Regions from separate parts of the Mus musculus genome. Here all the other regions are linked to region 1. The links are chromatin contacts, called in public promoter capture Hi-C maps. All regions are on one chromosome and are shown on one strand. The core of a region is the stretch at or near the end of the contact, and the rest is flanking DNA. Distances in the headings are between cores, read along the strand shown. Region 1 holds the start of 1810037I17Rik (RIKEN cDNA 1810037I17 gene). Region 2 has its middle 23 kb from the start of Gm34050. Region 3 holds the start of Tlcd4 (TLC domain containing 4).

What was found. Promoter capture Hi-C pulls out the DNA fragments that hold promoters and counts their contacts.
Region 2: a promoter capture Hi-C map of liver shows a contact between it and region 1, with 2.3 times the contacts expected there. The contact joins the enhancer-like site here to the promoter of 1810037I17Rik in region 1. A contact is called at or near these places in 4 of 39 promoter capture datasets (the C10 cell line, hippocampal neurons, liver and 1 more) and 1 of 9 other capture datasets (embryonic stem cells).
Region 3: a contact with region 1 is called in a promoter capture Hi-C map of liver, with 2.4 times the contacts expected there. The contact joins the promoter of Tlcd4 here to the promoter of 1810037I17Rik in region 1. A contact is called at or near these places in 1 of 39 promoter capture datasets (liver) and 1 of 9 other capture datasets (adipose tissue).

What each region holds. Positions count from the first base shown.
Region 1 is chr3:122,923,075-122,926,047 of GRCm38.p6, reverse strand. 1810037I17Rik (RIKEN cDNA 1810037I17 gene) reads right to left here and starts at 1,651. Exons shown (of 2, transcript NM_024461.2): 1 at 1,392-1,651; 2 at 1-569. The coding sequence starts at 1,588. The coding sequence ends at 569. 4933405D12Rik (RIKEN cDNA 4933405D12 gene) reads left to right here and starts at 1,932. Exons shown (of 6, transcript NR_046036.1): 1 at 1,932-1,985.
Region 2 is chr3:121,878,918-121,882,197 of GRCm38.p6, reverse strand. No RefSeq gene overlaps it. Among named protein-coding and RNA genes, the nearest start is that of Gm34050, 23 kb to the left of the region's middle. Within about 2 kb of position 1,652, at least 8 of the 459 cell types and tissues checked have an H3K27ac peak or open chromatin away from gene starts, as enhancers often do. A contact at or near this core is called in liver, where this site is marked.
Region 3 is chr3:121,261,375-121,264,534 of GRCm38.p6, reverse strand. Tlcd4 (TLC domain containing 4) reads left to right here and starts at 1,368. Exons shown (of 8, transcript NM_001355678.2): 1 at 1,368-1,835.

The DNA.
Region 1 (2,973 bases), core at 402-2,901:
ACAGTATCTTAAGACAACTGTAAACAGTTCACCAAATAGTGTGAATTATAAGGGAGAAGAACACCCCCTCTGAGTATTTTAGACAGTTCTCATATACTGAATAGCACTAAAACCAACAGTAAAGAATTTCTAATCACCCAGGTCTTAAGATGACAAGGAACAGCTTCCAAAATGTTTCTAGTAGCTGCTTTGGGACTGTGGCCTTTCTGAGTAAGTGCTACCTATTCAACTCTAGATAATTATTTTATAATAGCATAGTTTTAAAACAATATTTGAGAAAGTAAGCTTCACAAAGATAACTTTTTTTTTTTACATACATTTATTTCCCATAAGTACTTAAGTTACAGACATTATTAAAAATATATATTATCTATCATTTAGCTACAATCATTACTTCAACCATGAAAAACAGGTTTTAAACATATGATAGTACTTTAGTGAGGTCAAGGGCTGAAGAAAAGGTTAGATAGAGGTGCCGAAGTCAGCTGCTGGAGTCCTCTTCATTCAAGAGTCTATAGTCGTTTTCAAGATTCACTCCAGAAGCCCCATTCTTGACTCAGCAAACCGGTCTGTAAAAACCAAATACTTGTTTCCTTCATCTGCTTATTTTGACATTTAGTGGGACGCTGAACATAGATACTGCTAGCCTATCCCTACATAATTTACACTATTGATAAGGAAAACTAAAGGCCTACATTATTAAGTCATGAATTTTCTACCCAGAGGTGAAAATGAGATCATTAAAAATAACTAAATAATAAATCACTGTTCTTGAAATGTCTATACCAAAATGACTTAACGAGTTTTTATCAAAAAACTGTTTATCTTTTCAAACCCCCCCCCCATTCTCTGCCTTCTAATTTGCCACAAAACCGAAAAAATGAGAGCCAAAGAAACCCAAGATACTCCATTCTTTGACAGATGTAGGACTGGGGATACTCTGGAAGATAATACGCGTTTATCTGCATAAGTTATGGACAAGTTAAGTTTACAAGGCTTGCTTTGGGCTAAGCATTTTAAGCAGGCGCACAACACTCAAATCACTTTAGATATAATCACATTTAACCTGTCATGCTCTATTTTTTATTACTTACGATATTTATTTACTTTTATTTTTATTAGTTTTTAGTAATTATTTTTTATTATTTACGATAGATCTAATTATGGGTATAGGTTTCTAACACTTAACAGTTCGTTTGTGGTGATGAAACAGACAAATATGGGAAGTCAAGTTTTCTCCACACTCCTCTTGCCACTGGGGTGTCAAGGAAATCCATTTTCGCTCTTCCAACTCCGCCATCTCTAGCTGCCGTCCCTCCCTCCCTCTCCGAGAAGACTGAAGCAGCCGCCAGCTTCCTAAGCTCTTCAACTCTGCAACTCAGGATACTCACCAGGGCAAGAGGTACACGAAGACGAACAAGGCCAGGTCGAAAAGGATGAAGAGCCAGAGATCCAGCCAGTAGGAGTGTTTCGGAAGCCCGTTCATCCCGGACTGAGGTGCCTCATCTTGGTTCCTCCTTCCAGCTTCGAACGAGCCCCTCCGTTCCCGGACACCGTCGGTACCAGACGCCGCCTGGCTCACCTCCATCTCCGCGTCGTTTCACTTCCGCGCAACTGAGACCAAACCTGAAGACCGCTTCGCGCCCAGTCTAGCAACCAATTCCGGGTAACCCCGCCAATCGACTAGGCGCCCCGCCCCCGCCGCCGCGCCCCGCCCCGCCCCCGCGTCCCCGCCTTCCGGACTGCGCAGGCGTCCTCCCTTTCTAGGAATTCGCCTTCTTCGGCATTCCCGGGAACGCGCAGACTCCGCTGGGCCGGCTGCTCTTGGCGCAGGCGCTCTGTTCCACCACCCCTCCTCGCCCCCCGAACTTGGCGAAGGTGTCTGCCCCGCCTCCCCGACCGCACGCATGCGCTCTGTGCCCCGCCCCGTTGCTTCCTGGTGGGGTGTCCCCTTGCGGTGTTCAGAGGTGGTTTCTAAGGTGCAGGTGAGCTCTCTCACGTAGCTCAAACGCTGCCTTGCAGGGTGCATTACTGGTTCTCCCGGTTTCTGGGATGAAAACTGTCTCAACTCCTTTTCTCTGAGATGATGCCAGAACTTCAGGAACCGCCTCAAAGGATTCCAGCCTTGCCCACCCACAAAAGTAGTCTTTTTATAAACATGAGCGTGTGGGGGGATGTTTTTCTTTCTTCCTCCCTTCTTCCTTCCTTCCTTCCTTCCTTCCTTCCTTCCTTCCTTTCCTTCCTTCCTTCCTTCCTTCCTTCCTTCCCTTCCTTCCTTCCTTCCTCCCTCCCTCCCTCCCTCCCTCCCTCCCTCTCTCTCTTTCTTTCTTTCTTCCTTCCTTTTAAAAAACTAGATCGTGAGATTCTCTGATAATAACTTTGGAGACGACAACATTGTGTGACAATGTAAAAAGGTTGGCAGACCCCGTAGAATCATCTCTCCAATACACGTAAACTTTTTGGTTTCTTACATGTTTGGGAAGTGTGTACAGTTTGAGAACTTTGGATGATTTTGTACAGACTTGAGCGATTTGCTCATAATTTTTGAAACAGTTTTGATGAGGTGGACGTTGTAAGGGTCCATGATTCGCTGAAGAATGATACTCCAGACTCAAGTAGTTTGTAAACACACAGAGTGTTTTATTTTGTCGAAGTCCAGCATGCTGGAGTCTCCCATTACCAAGTATGCTCGCTGCACATTGGGGGAATTCTCGGATAGATGGGCTTTGTCTTACTCTTATCTCGGGCATTCCAGAAGCATAACCTTGGTGTGGTGGCTAGAAACTTGCCTGAGGAATCCTGGGGTAGGTGGCCTTATCTACTCTCTCTTAAGGACATTCTGAAACTATTGCCTGGGTGTGAGGGCTGAAAACCCATTGTCCTTGCTTCAGGCCAGGTTGGGTTTTTTTTTTTTGGGGGGGGGGGGGTCGTTTCTGATGGTAGGGCACTTTCTGACTAGCTGCCTGAAGCCTA
Region 2 (3,280 bases), core at 403-2,902, 1.0 Mb after region 1:
AGCCTCCACCTCAGCATCATCACACACAGCCTCCACCTCAGCATCATCACACACAGCCTCCACCTCAGCACCATCACACACAGCCACCTCAGCATCATCACACACAGCCACCTCAGCATTGTCACACATAGCCACCACCTCAGCACTGTCACACACAGTCTCCACCTCAGCACCATCACACACAGCCACCTCAGCAGCATCACACACAGCCACCTCAGCACTGTCACACACAGCCACCACCTCAGCACTGTCACACACAGCCACCACCTCAGCACTGTCACACACAGCCACCACCTCAGCACTGTCACACACAGCCACCTGAGCATGCTCACATGCTTCGGCTCTGCAGCTCTGCCCAACATCAATTCTATCTCTATCTTCTCTGTCCTATCCAGCCCTCATTTCTTTCTCCATTACCTTGACCACTATTCAGGCAGTCTATGCCACTCCAGAATCTAGAGAGAGCCTTTTGGCAACTCTTGTCCATAGTCCTCCTAGCCATCCTGTCTACCCATAAGGCACTACTTCATCTTTCAGAATCAGGTACTGAGGAAAACCTCTGCCATCTCCAGCCTCTCATATGAGATAAGCTCTGTGACAGGAAGAGGTGGAACAGGAGGCAACAGTAACATTGTGAAAGAAGTGTGGCTGAAGCTTAAAGATCAGGGCCTGCCCTGAGGAGACCTCATTTGTTTTCTCCTCTAGCTTCTGTCTCTTCCACCGTTTCTTAGACCCACAGGCTCAGCTCTCACTTCTCATGGTCTCTCACTCTCTTCCATGTTCTTGGATCTGAAATGTACCTCCTTCTTAGGTCCTTAGGCCTTACTTAGTTTCCATCCCGCAGGCTTCATTTTCTTGGCTCCATTTTTTTCCCTGCTCATAATCATTGCCACATTCTGTGCGTATGTGTGTGGTGCGCGCGCGCGCGTGTGTGCGTGCATGTGCAGTGATGTGTGGTGTGTGTGGTGTGTGGTGTGTGTGTGTGTGTCTGAGAGTGAGAATGTGTGGTATGTGTATGCGTGTGAAGGTATTCATGTGTGTTTGTGTGTGTGTGTAACGGTGTGAGTGTATGTGTATCTGGAGGTGTGTTGTGTATGCGTGTGTCTGTCTGTATCTGTGTGTGTGTGTGTGTGTGTGTGTGTGTGTGTGTGTGTGTGTGTGAATGCCCATGCACTGTGCCAGAGATTGAACCAGGATTACTGATTCTGAGAGGTCGGCAACATTTCAGAGACTAAGAAGTTGTTATCATTGCCAGTGGCTGACCCTACTTGGCAGTTCTGTGTCTGTATTTTAGGTCCACGAGTGGGAGGATTTTGCTTATTTCATTCTGTGCTGTTTTCCCAGGGCCTGGAAGATGCCTGGCACACTGTTGACGCTCACTAAACATCACCTGAATGAGTGATGGAGGATAAATCTTGTAGCTATTTCCTCCACATTGAAACATTACCTAAGCCGAGGAGGGGATCTTGTAAGACTCTGAAACCTAATACGACTTATAAGGCTCGGAAGCTGAGAAAGCAGACCCTGGTGAAGGCATGTGACTGCAGGTACCATGTGAATAGAAAAAAAATCTGCCTGAAGACTAGGGCAAAGGTGAGCCAAGCGCTCCACACTCAAATACCACCACAGCCCTGATCACAGCGCGAACATCCTCCTGATCCTCCCGGATCATTAGAACTTTGGACTCTTTGGTGAGCTTGTTTAGGGTAAGCACAAGGCTAGATTTTCTCTTGTGCAATCTAGAGGGTTTCACTGACAATCTGTCCTTAGGGTGCTGCTCTGTCCTGGTAATGTTTTAAGGTCAGTCACGTATTATAGTATTTGTTCATTCTTGAAGAAGTAAATTAATTCACCAAATACTTATAGAGGACCACCGAGTACTTTACAGAGGGGTGAAGAGATGAAGGACGGAGAGCCTTATTGGAGGGGATAATGAAGAAAAGGGAGAGGGCTTAGACTCATGAAGAAAATGAGATTAGACCTTCATGGAACAATGTTTTCATGAAACATGGGGTTTTGTAGGTTTGAAGGAGGCTGGCCGATACTTGAATTTAAATAAGAGTTGGTACAATACAAACGTCTGTTGTCTGGTTTAGATGCCAACCCTTTTACCTAAAATATAAAACGGAAACACATTCACAAAGAACAAAGTCAGAAATTGCAGTAAAATTGCAGTCAGCTTGGGCTTCATCCTCAAATCATCATATTTCTACTCAAAAAGAGACGAGAACCTTCCAGAAGGAAGGCTTGAAAGGTCTAGGGTCAATGCGGAGCCTTACCATAGTTTTTATGGCTTTTATTTTTATTGATTCAAAGTCTAAATGCTTGATCTTACTATTCTAACAGGAAGAGAGGATGTCCACTCCAGCTCCCCCACCCCACATCAGCTTTTCCCATGAAATTACAGCCTTAGTCAACAGTAGATCTACTATCCTGAAAAGGCTATGTTAGTCAACTGTAGATCTATAGCCCTGTAAAAGGCTGTTGTCAGAAGGAAAGGTTGAAGACATGCAAGTGACTTTTCTGGAGATGGCCCAGTGTTTTGCATAGCCTGCAGAGGGTGAGCGCTGAGGCAAGGTCCCAAGAGACTTCATCCCAGGATTGCTTCTTGCTGCTGATATGCCTTTTCCTGTCACTATTACACAGTCTAATGATTTCTGGGGATTAGTCCACCCTATTGGGAAAATTTTCTTCAGATTAACACGAAGATGTACTTTCATGTAGTAATGCTGTGTAGACAAATTGATGATTTCATAATTCCTAAAAAATGATTTTATAAAATTCCTAAATTTATACAAGTAATTTCGAGCCCTCTAAAAGCTGCAGATTGGGCTCTGTAAATCTTCATGTGTTCCAGGCTACTTGCACTAGGATAAGAAAGCAGGCTTGGAACCAATTGACTATCAGGAAAAACGTTCCTTCTAGGTTAGCTATGAGACCATTATCTGGTAACTATAGGTCATAAACTGGGAATGGACAATTTATTGTAGGTGAAAGGACAGAAAATAAAATATTTACTGGTTTATCTATACAAAGCTTCAAATCTAATGAGACACAAGGCAGATGATTTGTCTATTGACAACATCATGCTGACTTGTGACATAAAAATTATTGCTTTGAACTTATAATGAAATCACGAGTCTAGAAGATAGATAATGAATGTTCAGTCAGATATCAGTCTTAATGGAAAGACATGTAAACATCTCTGCTGTAACTTTTCGTCATTTTATGACATGAACTATTGTCTTGAAGTTGCTATGAACTTATGGAATGTAAAGAT
Region 3 (3,160 bases), core at 119-2,618, 1.7 Mb after region 1:
CTGCAGATGACAGTCCTGAGATAGCACTGTGAAATTCGTCTTAGCTGAACTGACCCTATAGATATCTGCCTATAACCATCACATGCCCACACAGTTATGAGAGGAGCACATGAGTACATGAAGCAGCTATGGGGCAAAGCAAAAACAGTCAGGGGCTATGCAGGTTGGGAAATATCTGTGATGAAACAGGTGTGGCCACAGCGCTGTGGCCCTGGAATGCCGAGACGCTTGGGTAGAACACAGGGAACGATCTGCATGGTCTTCCTGGCTGGTTTTCTGACCGTGTAGCTCATAGAGGTTTTCTCTGTGGTTCCGCCTAGACCGGGGAGCTTTCAGAAATAATTGAATTGTTCCATTTCTATAGATGAAGACGTGAGCTTCATTGAGCTTAGTTAGCTCAGTCAGCTGGAGACAGCTCGGCTAAAAAATGGACTCCAGGTTCTAATAAATAGGATTTCGGTTCTATTGCTTTCCAAGATGAATTTAAATACAGATGTGGTGTGAGATTATGTGTACATTTTCTGGCCTAAATTGGCAGCAGATGCTTCCCTGTGTGTATGCATATTATTAGGTCAAATATGTAAGCTTTATTTGGTAGGTATTTCTCACAAACAACTGCCCTATGTCATTAATGTTGAAATTTCCAGGTTATTCGATTTATGTAGAATTCATCTAGTTCCAAAAATAGGACTTGTGACTGCTTTTTTTTTTTTGGCAAATCATACAGCTTGTGTGTACCTCTGCATTATTTAGTTTTATTCCAGTTAATTGGATCTGGTTGATACAGCAGGTCGGAAAGCAGAGTTTATAGACTTGGCAGTTTGGGATACTCAGCCAGTCCTAAAACAAAACAAAAACAAACAAACAAACAAAAAAAAAACAGTCCAGTCCCATTTAAACATCCTGACCGCAGAGGGGTCCCGGATATAGATGGATTGCTAATGTACCCGTTTTTGTTACGTGGAAATCGAATCCAGGGCCTTGGACATGCTAGGCAGGAGCTATACTTGGATAGCTTGCGGTCCTTCAAGGGTGTTCTCCGGGGGTTTGGGAAGAGGCTGCTCTGGGACATGACGCCTCTTCTACACACGTGCCTCCTAGCCGGCTTGGCACGCACCTGCAGCCTCAAACCAGAACGGGGCGGGGCTGGACTTTGGCCGTGGCAGACGTGGCAGAAAGAAAAAAAAAAGCATCAGTTGCCATTTCATCTCCTCGACAAAGCAAACCATGCGGATCTTTTGCACAGCGTTTGGGCATATAAGACAGAATTCCCCATTGAAAAGGGGTTTGGGTTACGTGGCGAGCCGGGGCGCTGACCAACGCGGGGGCGGACTCACATACTTCTTCTCCCCACTCGTGAGGTCTGTGACTTGCTGGGAAAGCCCGCGCACCGCACACTGCACCCGGGCAGAGGTGTGAGCTCTCAGGGTTCCTTCGCAGCCCACCGCCTAAGCTCGCGGCTTCGAGCTCCCGCCGCGATCCAAGTCCCAGCGCCGGGAGGTGGGCCCCACGCGCGGCCTCCGGGCCCCGCCCACTCTGGCCTGGGGTCGGAGCCGCGGCGAGCGCCAGCCCAGTCCGAGCGGCCGCGGCCCCTTTAAGGAGCCGCTCTGCGGTAACCCGAGCCCGCAGTCCGGGCGGGCGCGGCGGCAGCGGCGGCGCGAGCCTCGGCGACAGCTCCTCCGGGCTCCCCCGGCTTTCCGCGAGCATCTCGCGCGTGGCTCCGGCCGGCGCAGCCTTCGGGCCAGGCTGGATGACCAGGCGCCTGTGAGCCCCGCTGCGCTCTCCCGGCCCCGCGTAGCCGCCGCCCGCGGGAGTCGTCCCGGGACCCGGCACAGGTGACGCCGTTTGGACGGGATCCGGGAGGAGGGCGGCCTCGCCCAGCGCAGCCTCGGGCACTGCGCCGCGTCGCACCGGCCTAGCGCGGCCGAGCTCGGGCGCCCGAGGCGGGTGGGAGCGCGCGGGAGGCTCTCGCAGGTGTGCGGCGGCGCAGCATCCTTCCTGCTGTCGGCCCCGCGCCGCTTAGCTCGGAGCAGATGATGTCCCGGGCCCGCGGCCCCCGGCGCTGGCCCGGGGTCCACTCGGTTCTCCCAGGCTGCTTGGTTCGGTCCCCCGGCTTTCCTGCTTGGCTAGAGGCAATCAAGGGGTCTGAGCCCAAAGCGGGTGGGTGCAACCTCTGGGCCTGCGGGGGACGCTTTCTTGCGAGAGACCGGCTCAGGGTCGGGAGCATCAAGTGGCATCCCCATCCTCCTTTTCTAAAAAAAGTAGCCTATTTTTACCCCCCACGACTCTCAAGTGGGTCCCATTTTTAGCCACCTGAGTGCTTAAGTCTAGTGGAGGGAGAATTGGTTTCTCTTTCCAGCCTCTGTAACCTCCTGGCAAGTTGGTTAAACTAAGTGCCTTCGTTTACCTTGGTAGGAAATGGGGCCTCTAATGCCACTATCTTATTTTCCCACCTTTCCAAGATGGTAGGGCAGCCTCTGTGAAAGTGGTTTTAAGTTAAGTTCATTTAACGGACACTTGCTGGCCTGTGTTTTTGTTTTTATTTGTAAGCATTTTCGAGCCACTGTACATGTGTATGTAAAACTGCAAAATATTAAAAAGTAATCTTTGATGTTTAAATTAACTCAGATACCAGTTTGGAGGCAATGTGGGAGAGTTTGTGTGGATGGTGGGAATTAATGTGTTTAATACTCATGTCTGTAATTTTATTTAGTAAAACCTTTACATAGTCAGATAATTGAAAAATTAAAAATGGATCTAGGATGGGGATGTTTTAAGGTGAAATTAACGTTTATAAGTAGTTTCTTAAGTCAATATATTCAGGAATCCCACTGCCCATGTTCCATCAGGTTAAAGATCTTTTCTCTTTGTTTCTATTTTCCTTAAGTTGTATGGATGAAACGAAATAAGATGTGTGTACCGGTGATGTCAGAAAAACTTGAGACTAGTTGTGGAGGCTCCCCTCCCCTGTGCCATGTGATGATCCAGAGAATTTATTCTCTTTGGATCCCTGCAACTCCTCTCACCACACTGCCTCTGTCCAGCGCTTCTCTGCGGTGCCATCTTTCAGGAGTTTTATCTGTCTGGGCTGGATGTCTTTGCCCCAGTTGCTTAGTCATTATCACTAGCTTTGTGCTTCTGCTCCTTCCAGTAAAAGCCT